3 separate regions of the Mus musculus genome follow, and regions 1 and 2 are each linked to region 3. A link is a contact called in public ChIA-PET data. All regions are on one chromosome and are shown on one strand. The core of a region is the stretch at or near the end of the contact, and the rest is flanking DNA. Distances in the headings are between cores, read along the strand shown.

The links. ChIA-PET counts read pairs in DNA pulled down with a chosen protein or histone mark.
Region 1: a contact with region 3 is called in an RNA polymerase II ChIA-PET map of memory CD8 T cells, with 35 read pairs. The contact joins the promoter of Polr2c here to the promoter of Cpne2 in region 3. A contact is called at or near these places in 14 of 39 promoter capture datasets (the 3T3-L1 cell line, the C10 cell line, the SN4741 cell line and 9 more), 1 of 115 datasets of contacts at active chromatin or transcription factors (memory CD8 T cells) and 2 of 9 other capture datasets (adipose tissue and liver).
Region 2: an RNA polymerase II ChIA-PET map of effector CD8 T cells shows a contact between it and region 3, with 6 read pairs. The contact joins the promoter of Dok4 here to the promoter of Cpne2 in region 3. A contact is called at or near these places in 6 of 39 promoter capture datasets (embryonic stem cells, hippocampal neurons, liver and 2 more) and 2 of 115 datasets of contacts at active chromatin or transcription factors (effector CD8 T cells and pancreatic cancer cells).

What each region holds. Positions count from the first base shown.
Region 1 is chr8:94,856,014-94,858,713 of GRCm38.p6, forward strand. It overlaps Polr2c (polymerase (RNA) II (DNA directed) polypeptide C), which reads left to right and starts at 1,437. Exons shown (of 9, transcript NM_009090.5): 1 at 1,437-1,628; 2 at 1,734-1,783. The coding sequence starts at 1,543.
Region 2 is chr8:94,875,028-94,877,727 of GRCm38.p6, forward strand. Dok4 (docking protein 4) reads right to left here and starts at 1,285. Exons shown (of 9, transcript NM_053246.3): 1 at 1,104-1,285.
Region 3 is chr8:94,531,669-94,534,368 of GRCm38.p6, forward strand. Cpne2 (copine II) reads left to right here and starts at 1,360. Exons shown (of 16, transcript NM_153507.2): 1 at 1,360-1,525.

The DNA of each region.
Region 1 (2,700 bases), core at 187-2,686, 320 kb after region 3:
AGTGGGTAAGAGCACTTGCAGTCAGGCCTGGCATCCTTCCACACACGTGATGTATTGGTACCATTACATACATACACATATAAAATAGAAATACATTTAAAAAAAAATTTTAAAAAAAGCCAGGCGTGGTGGCACACACCTTTAATCCCAGCACTTGGGAGGCAGAGGCAGAGGCAGGCGGATTTCTGAGTTCGAGGCCAGCCTGGTCTACAAAGTGAGTTCCAGGACAGCCAGAGCTATACAGAGAAACCCTGTCTTGAAAAACAAAAACAAAAACAAACAAACAAAAAAACATGGGTTTTGTTTTTCTTGTGTATGCATTACAGTACTCTCTCTGACATTAGCTCGGATGTGGGTCTCTTGTTTGCTTCTTTGTGTGTTATCTAACTGTCCTGAGAGCATCCAGGGGATTCTTCTCTCCATCTTCCTACTCACAGGAGCCTAAGATTAGACTCTTGCATTACCATGCCTCTTTACAGGTGTTCTGAGAATTTGACCTTGTGTCCTTGCACATCAGGGTTTGGCTTCGCACCCTGGAACAAGTGACTGAGGTGCATATTTTACCCGTCAAAGCAGACCTGGCCTCCAGGTTCTCCCAGCATCCTTCAGTCCCCACCTGGCATGCTCTGCCTCCACCCTGAACTTTCCAGCCCAGAGGCTGGGCTGCCCTTCCCCAAGAGGTTCTTCCCTATAGAATCCAGACATTTTGCTCTTGCTCTCTGGATCGATCTATCTCCCTCCCCCTGCCCCAGGCCCTTTCTCTTCTCCCTCTCTGCCCTTCCCATGGCGGTTCCCCGGCCTCTGTTCTTAAGGCCAGTGAACTCACCTGAGAGCAGCTTCCCAATAAACCTGCCTTTTAATATATTCTAATCTGTCTTGAATTGGCTCATTTTACCAGCAGAGAAATAACCTATCAGTCGTCTTGCATGCTTGAGTCACCTCCCTAGCCATTTTGTTCATGTATAGATGTACAACTTTTTAATGGTTTTTTTTAAGGTTTCATTGTATTCCTATGTATTTTAAAAATTATTTTTATGTATAAGGATGTTTTGCTTGCATGTATATTTGTGCACCATGTGAATACCTGGTGCCCTCAGATACCAGGAGAGAGTTTCCTCAGAAACTGAAGCTAAAGATGTTAGGCATCATATGGGTGCTGGGAATACAATCCAAGTCTTACATAAGAACAGCCAGTGCTCTTATCCCCAATGCCGTATCTCCAGCCCCGTATGTAAGTTTAACCAAGTCTCTATCGATCATTGCCTAATGCGTTATTTTTAGCAGTTATAAATAACGTTGGCATGAATGACCCTGTACATTTAATTTTTGTGCTGTATATCTTGGGGATTTCAAGAGTATAGGACCAATGCATTTTGGCGCCGGTGTGGTTAGAAAACACAGGCCAGGAGAGTTCCGGCCTCCGGTCAGCAGGTGGCGCTGCGCCCGCGACTAGCCGGAAGCGCCGATTGCCCCGCCGACAAACTGCTGGTGGCCGCGCAGGCGCGCTGTGCGGCTGGCGCGGGAGCCTGGCGGAGGGTCGCGATGCCGTACGCCAACCAGCCAACAGTGCGGATCACGGAACTCACCGAAGAGAACGTCAAGTTCATTATCGAGAACACGGACCTGGCGTAAGGCGGCGAGGGGAGAGGCGGGCGGGCGGCCGGGTCCTCGAGCTCCTGACCCCGGGGCTGTGGCTTCGGGGCCGCTCACACCGCCTGTCTTTCCTCCTGTAGGGTGGCCAATTCCATTCGGAGGGTCTTCATCGCAGAGGTGCCCATAATAGGTAAGCGACCGTCCCTGGGAGCCCGTGCCGCCCACCCTCCGCCCGGGGTGGGGGCTGAGAACACTGCGGTGCTGTACGCTGGGCTGGGGCAGCCTAGGCCCGCCTTGGTGCGTGCCTTGCTCAGCTGCGGGTTTCCCAGTACTGTTCGTCTACCCCAAAGCAACAGAAATCAAAACCAAGCACTGTTAAACAGCGGAGGGCTGCAGCCTCCTCATCCGGGCGGTGTAGATGCTAGGCGTCGTTAGCAGGTGATGCAGCGATTGCCGAAGTAGTGTAGATGATGCGCTTTTGCTTTGACGTCAGTGTTCGCTACTGGCTGGTGTCTTTTGAACATATATGCTGATTTTACAAAATCATGGGCTTCGTTATGTAGTTTGAAATCTACACACACAGAGTGTACCTGGTCTCTCCCATCCTTCCAGATAGTACCCTGCTATACTTTCTTGTCGTCTCCCCCTATCTTTTTGAAAACCTTTATTTACATATATGTGTCTATCTCTGGGCTCGAGTACCGGAGTTCATGTGTAGAGGTCAGAGTACAGCTTGTAGGAGGGATTCTCTTCTCCCACCATATGGGGCCCAGGATTGAACTCCTTAAGGCTTGACAACAAAAAGTATCTTGCACATCTTGCAGGCTCCGAACTTTCTCTTTATTAAAGAGAGAAAGAGAAAAAGAGAGAGATTCCACATGAGAGAAAGCATGTGTTATAAAGATTTTCTAATTTTGTTTGTTTGTTTGTTTTTCAAGACAGGGTTTCTCTGTGTAGCCCTGGCTGTCCTGGAACTCACTTTGTAGACCAGGCTGGCCTGGAACTCAGAAATCTGCCTGCCTCTGCCTCTGCCTCCCAAGAGCTGGGATTAAAGGCGTGCACCACCACTGCCCGGCTTAAGATTTTCTTTAACAAACAACATACTTT
Region 2 (2,700 bases), core at 35-2,534, 340 kb after region 3:
CAATCTAGGGAGGGACACTAATTATATCTAGCATTGTCCCCATCCTTTCAACACCATTATCAGCTCTGCTTCCAGAGAGTGTAAGCGGCAGCGGGCTCCCACTTCTCCACATCTCGGTGCCAACTGGCAAGACCAGCAAAGTCCAGGAGAACCAGCCGGGTCCGTGATCCACAGTTTGTTCAAAGCTGCCTCAGGGGACTTGTGCTGCTGCTGACACTGTCTGAGCCTGGCTAGGGGCCCCACCTTGGCTGGGGTTGTTGGATGAGGTCACATCCAGCCTGGTGCCCTGCCCAGGAATACCCAGCACCCAGGCACAGAGACTAGCAGCAGAGCGAGAGGGACACAGCTCCTGGGACCTACCTGGGATACCTACACAGCAGCCTGCATTTCTCCGAAAAGGGCCCTCAAAGAATGTGCAGGAAGCGCAGCCCCTGGAGGCTGTTGGAATGTGCTGGAGCTGACACCTGGCCCCTGGCTGCCCTGTCTTATCAAAGCCCTCCATCCAAGTGTCTGGCAATTGTTTTGCTCCCACCGCTCCACGCAGGCAGATTGCACAGAACTCCCGACTGCCCAAGGCTCCACTCCGGTCCTTATGCTGTGACAGATAGCTGTCTCCAAAAGAATGTGTACAGACTCCCAGAGCCAGAGGAGAAAGGTTTTAAGGCAGGAGGCTGCTAGCCCGGAGGACTGCAATGAATAGGAATGCCACTTGCAGGTCGGATAGGCAGTAAAAGGAAAGTGTCTCTTGGAATTTGGGGAGCAGGAAGGCGAGGAAGGCTGCTTCCGGGAAGAGGCTCAGGGAACCGGGGATCTGGGTTTCTCTGATGGGTTACATGGGGAATACAGGTGAGGTAAGACTCACACCTGCGCTTCCTAGAGATGGGAGCTGGTTGAGGACGGCTCAGGGAGTTTCAGGGTCTCGCTGGCTTCGAGAGGCGCGTCTGAGTCCTCCTTCCTTAAAGTAGGACGCTCCCATAGCTGGGAGAGCCCGCGGGCTCCGGAGGTGACCACAGGCGCCCCAGGATGAGAGTTGCGGGAGTCTCACGTCTCGGTGAGGCCTAGGGATCCCCCCCCCCCCCCGCGCTTCGTATTCCCCTATTTACCTAGGCGCCGAGGCCCGGGCCGGGGCGCTGGCTCCGCGGGACGCGGGGCGGGCTCATGCCCGCGTCTCGGCGCGGCCGGGAGGGGAAGGTAGGGTGGCGGCGCGCGGCTCTGGTTGTAAGCTAGAAGTGAAGCGCAGCCGCCAGCTCCGGATCCAGAGGAGACTCGGGAGGTAGCTGGTTCTGCTGATCCGCGACGCCACGCCCCTTGAGGCCACGCCCCGCGCCGCCCTGGCGCCGCGCCACGCCCCACCGCCACGCCCCCGCCCATCCCTGGCATCGTGCCACGCCCCTTCTCGGAGCCACGCCTCGTCCCGGAGTCCTGCCAAAGTCTTATTACTAGGACAGAAATTTCCGCCTGGCAGTCTAGCCCTCTGCTCACTTCTAGTACCCACCTCAGTCGCACCAGCTCCTCCCTGAGCTCTAAAACTCAAACCCACGTGGTCTTGCATCTGCTGGAGGCTGAACCCTATATCAACTCCCAGTCCTTGAACCTCACCTCCCAACATCAAGAGTCAGTACCCTGCTAGACATACACTTTGCTACCATCCAGTCCTGCTCAGTACCTGCCCCACTTCCCCAATCGCACACTCAGCTGCACTCTGTGAGAGATTAGCCTAATGCATGAAGGAATCAAGAACCCAGTACCCACGCATGTATATCCCCTGCCCCGTATCCTCCCAACCCTACCTCCCCACCCCCTCTGCCGGAACACTAGAGACTCAGCCTTGTCCAGCAAAGTAAAGGAGCCATTTTCTGTCCGCTTAAAATGTCCCAGGATTGTCACTAAAGTGTGTGTTAAGTGGAAGCCACGGGGCTATAGGACAGGAAATGGCTTTCTTCTTCCTGGATGCTAAACTGAACCTCCTGACCTTCCCATGACCTCCTGACCTTCCCATGCAGCTTCCAAACTTGACCCTCTGCTTTACTTCAAACAGCAGCTCATAAAGTCCTCAGCTCTCAAGCCCTCAGAGTGAACTGCTTTCATCCTGGGACACTGCTAGAGAAGCTGTATGGCCACAGAGAAAAAAAGAGAGTTTCAACAAAAAGAGGCCTCTTAGCCTGGCCTAGTAGTACTTGTCTATAATCCCATGCTGAGGCAGGAAGCTGATGAGTTCAAGGCCAGCCTTAGTGAGATCCTACTTAAGAAAGAAAGAAAAAGAGAGGGGGGGAGAAAGAAAGAAACAAAAAGAAAGAAAGAAAGAAAGAAAGAAAGAAAGAAAGAAAGAAAGAAAGAAAGAAAGAAAGAAGAAAAGAAAGAGAGAGAGAGAGGAGGGGGGAGGGAAGGAAGGAAGGAAGGAAGGAAGGAAGGAAGGAAGGAAGGAACCTTCTCTAGGTTCAATCCCCTGAACTGCAAATTAATTGTAATAATATAATGAAATTTAGAAGTATCATCTCTAAGTGGGATTCCTAAACTTCATTCTCTTTCAAAATTTTTACTCAATATCTACTTCTACCCACTGTGCTAATTCCCTTTTCTTTCTTTCTTTCTTTCTTTCTTTCTTTCTTTCTTTCTTTCTTTCTTTCTTTCTTCCTTCCTTCCTTCCTTCCTTCCTTTCTTTCTTTCTTTCTTTCTTTCTTTCTTTCTTCTTCTCCTCCT
Region 3 (2,700 bases), core at 110-2,609:
ACCCCTGACCTTAGTACTCTGCCCTCCTGACCAAGACCTAGTGACATCTTTTCCCTCCCCTCCCCTCCGTACCCACCCCCCCCCAATCGCCATATTCTTCTGGGTTCTTAGAAAAGTGCTGGTCAAGTCCCACAGCTGAGTTGGGTCTCTGTGCTAATTGCCTTTCATCCTGAACTTCTCATCCATCTACTTTTCTACCTGCCATTGCTTCACAGTCTGGAAGAAGACGTTGCGGTCCCCATTTTCTACCTCTGCTCTAAGTGGCGCCACAGGTTGCTTTGTCCCAGAGCTGAGCAGAGGGCATGGAGGACTTTCTGCGCAAGAAGACGAGGAGAATCTGGAGAAAAGCAGAAAGCTCCGGGGACAGGCAGGCAGAGAGAACAAAGCTCTGTGCCCTAGGGCTGCTTAGTGGGGGCCCTTCTAAGGCTGCAAAGTGCCTGTGACTCAGAGGTGGAGGGAGCTCAGAGCTGCAGCGTGAGTCTCCCGCATTAACTCTTATCTGTCTGGAATAGAAAACCTACAACCTCAGTGCAAGGCTTTACCGCTCAGCCCCACAATCCCGAGACTTGTACACCAGGGCCCAGGGCTTTGGCCATGCTTATTAAGACCTCTGGACAGCCATGTCTCCCCCTACACCTCCCACAACAGAATCTGGTTAAAAGAGCTTCCGTGTGGTAATGTCCAGTGGTTTACTTGCTCCGAGGGTACAAAATACCACTGAGCGACCACCAGCTGCCCAGCGACAAAACAGTCCCTTAAGAACTGGTGCCTCTGGTTCAAAAGCTGGCTGCACAGAGGGGAGGCCTCAACTCTCCCGTTGATCCCAAACCCCACTCCGAACGTCTTTATCTCATCGTCTTTGTCACGGGAATATGTGTCATCTTCCCAGTCTCAGGCGGCAAGAAAACGCTATTGAAAGAAATTAAAAAATATATAATAATAAAATAAAAAAGGAAAAAAGAAAACACTGCGGTTCTTGTGCGCAGCTCGGAGGCAAGTCCTGGGCGTCTCCCCGAGGATTCCGTGCTGAGCCCTGCGCGCTTTAGGGTGAGAGCCGCGGGCGGCGCCCCGGGGGTCTAGCGGACCAGGAGATCGCACCCCCGGGTCCCCGCATCTTGAACTGGAGCGCAACGCGGGGAGCTCGGCGGTGCCTGACGCCCAGAGCGGCGGGCCCGGCGCTGGGTGCGAATTCGCGGCATCGCTCGGAGTGGCAGCCTGCTGCATCCAGGTCCTCGCGGGCCACCAGCCGGGAGCGGGACAGGCTCCGGCTTAGCCCGGAGAGCCGCCCCTCCAGGAAGCGCCCGCCTCGCGCCCGCTTCCCGCCCACATCCTCCCTCGACTGGAGGGAGGAGCCCGCGCCGCAGCCGGGGCCCGAGGAGGGCCAGCCCCAGCCCGGGCGAGCGCACGAGTGGGTACGGCCGCGCGGGTAGCGCCCTGAGCCTGTCCCGCGCCGCCGCCCGGCCGACAGCACAGCGCCCGGGGATGCCCCGGCGGCCCGGAGCACGCTGAGGCTGCGGAAAGCGCGGTGAGTGGGGTCCGCGGCGAGGGCGGGCCGGGCACTGTGTGCGCTCAAGTTCGGCCTGGGGCTTGGAGGGGGAGTGGGTTCAGCCGAAGGGACTCCGATGTCCCTGGCCGCCGCCCCCCGCAGCACGCCTGGGGGGGGGGGGCTCAGCTCCCACCCGGCCACGCGGGGGCGCCCGTCTGCGGGGGGCGGCTGGAGGATGGGCGGCTTCGGGGACACTGGCTAGCTATTTAGGAGACCCTCTTCCACCGTTAGATGTCTAGAGGGCGGCTGTGGGCTAGCGATCGCAGCCGCCAGCACAATTGTTTGGAGGCGAGCGCGCCCTTTGATCCCACCCTGACCAGGACCTGGCGCTACTCGGGATCAGCTCTAGGGCCGACTCCCTGCTCCAACTGGGGAGAAGAGATGGGGAATAGTGCCGGGCGGCGTTCCAGAAGTCGGAGTGTGTTTGCAAACTAGTTTTTGCGCAAAAGCTGTCTGGCACCTGTGTGTTTCAAGGGGTGGAGGAGGAAGCGAGAAGCCCTTCTTTTTTTCCCCATCCCCACAATGGTGCTCCTGGGAAAAATAAAGGAGACTAATGTTCCTTTTTCCTTCTCTTCCCCTCCCTTCCCGAATCCTGTCTTTGGTACAGCTGACTAGTCTTTGGATAAGGGGCTACCTCAAAAGGAGGCTGGGAGTGCCCAAGGTCACAGGTGCAATAGCAGTCCGGAGCTGGGTGGCCATTCAAAGGGTCCTCCTTGTACTCTGATTCTTCCTGCCCTATAAGAATTCTGGGGGAAGGGGAAAGGGGAAAGGCCTTTGAGAATTAGCCCAGATGCCCTTTGTTTTGTCTGACCACAGACCACCATCATGTAGGGGTGTGGAACTGTCACGCAGAGATGGGAAGGGGTATTATACTGCCCCTCTCAGAGATAGAAAGGAGTATTATACTGCCCCTGGAGGTGTCTACCGCATCTTTGTTTGGAGGCATTGTTGCTAGGCAGGCTTCCTGCTGAGAATTCCCTAGTCCAGGGTTAGGGTCCTGCTTTCCAGCCTGGGGAGATCCCCTCCCTTTGCCTTCTTCCAGGCAGAGCTAAACTCTTCCAGAATATAGCTCCCTCACCATGGGCTCAGAAGGGATTTGACGTGGGCTCGTCAAAGTGGGAGGGCCTGGTCATCCTTCCTTCTTGTCAGGAAAG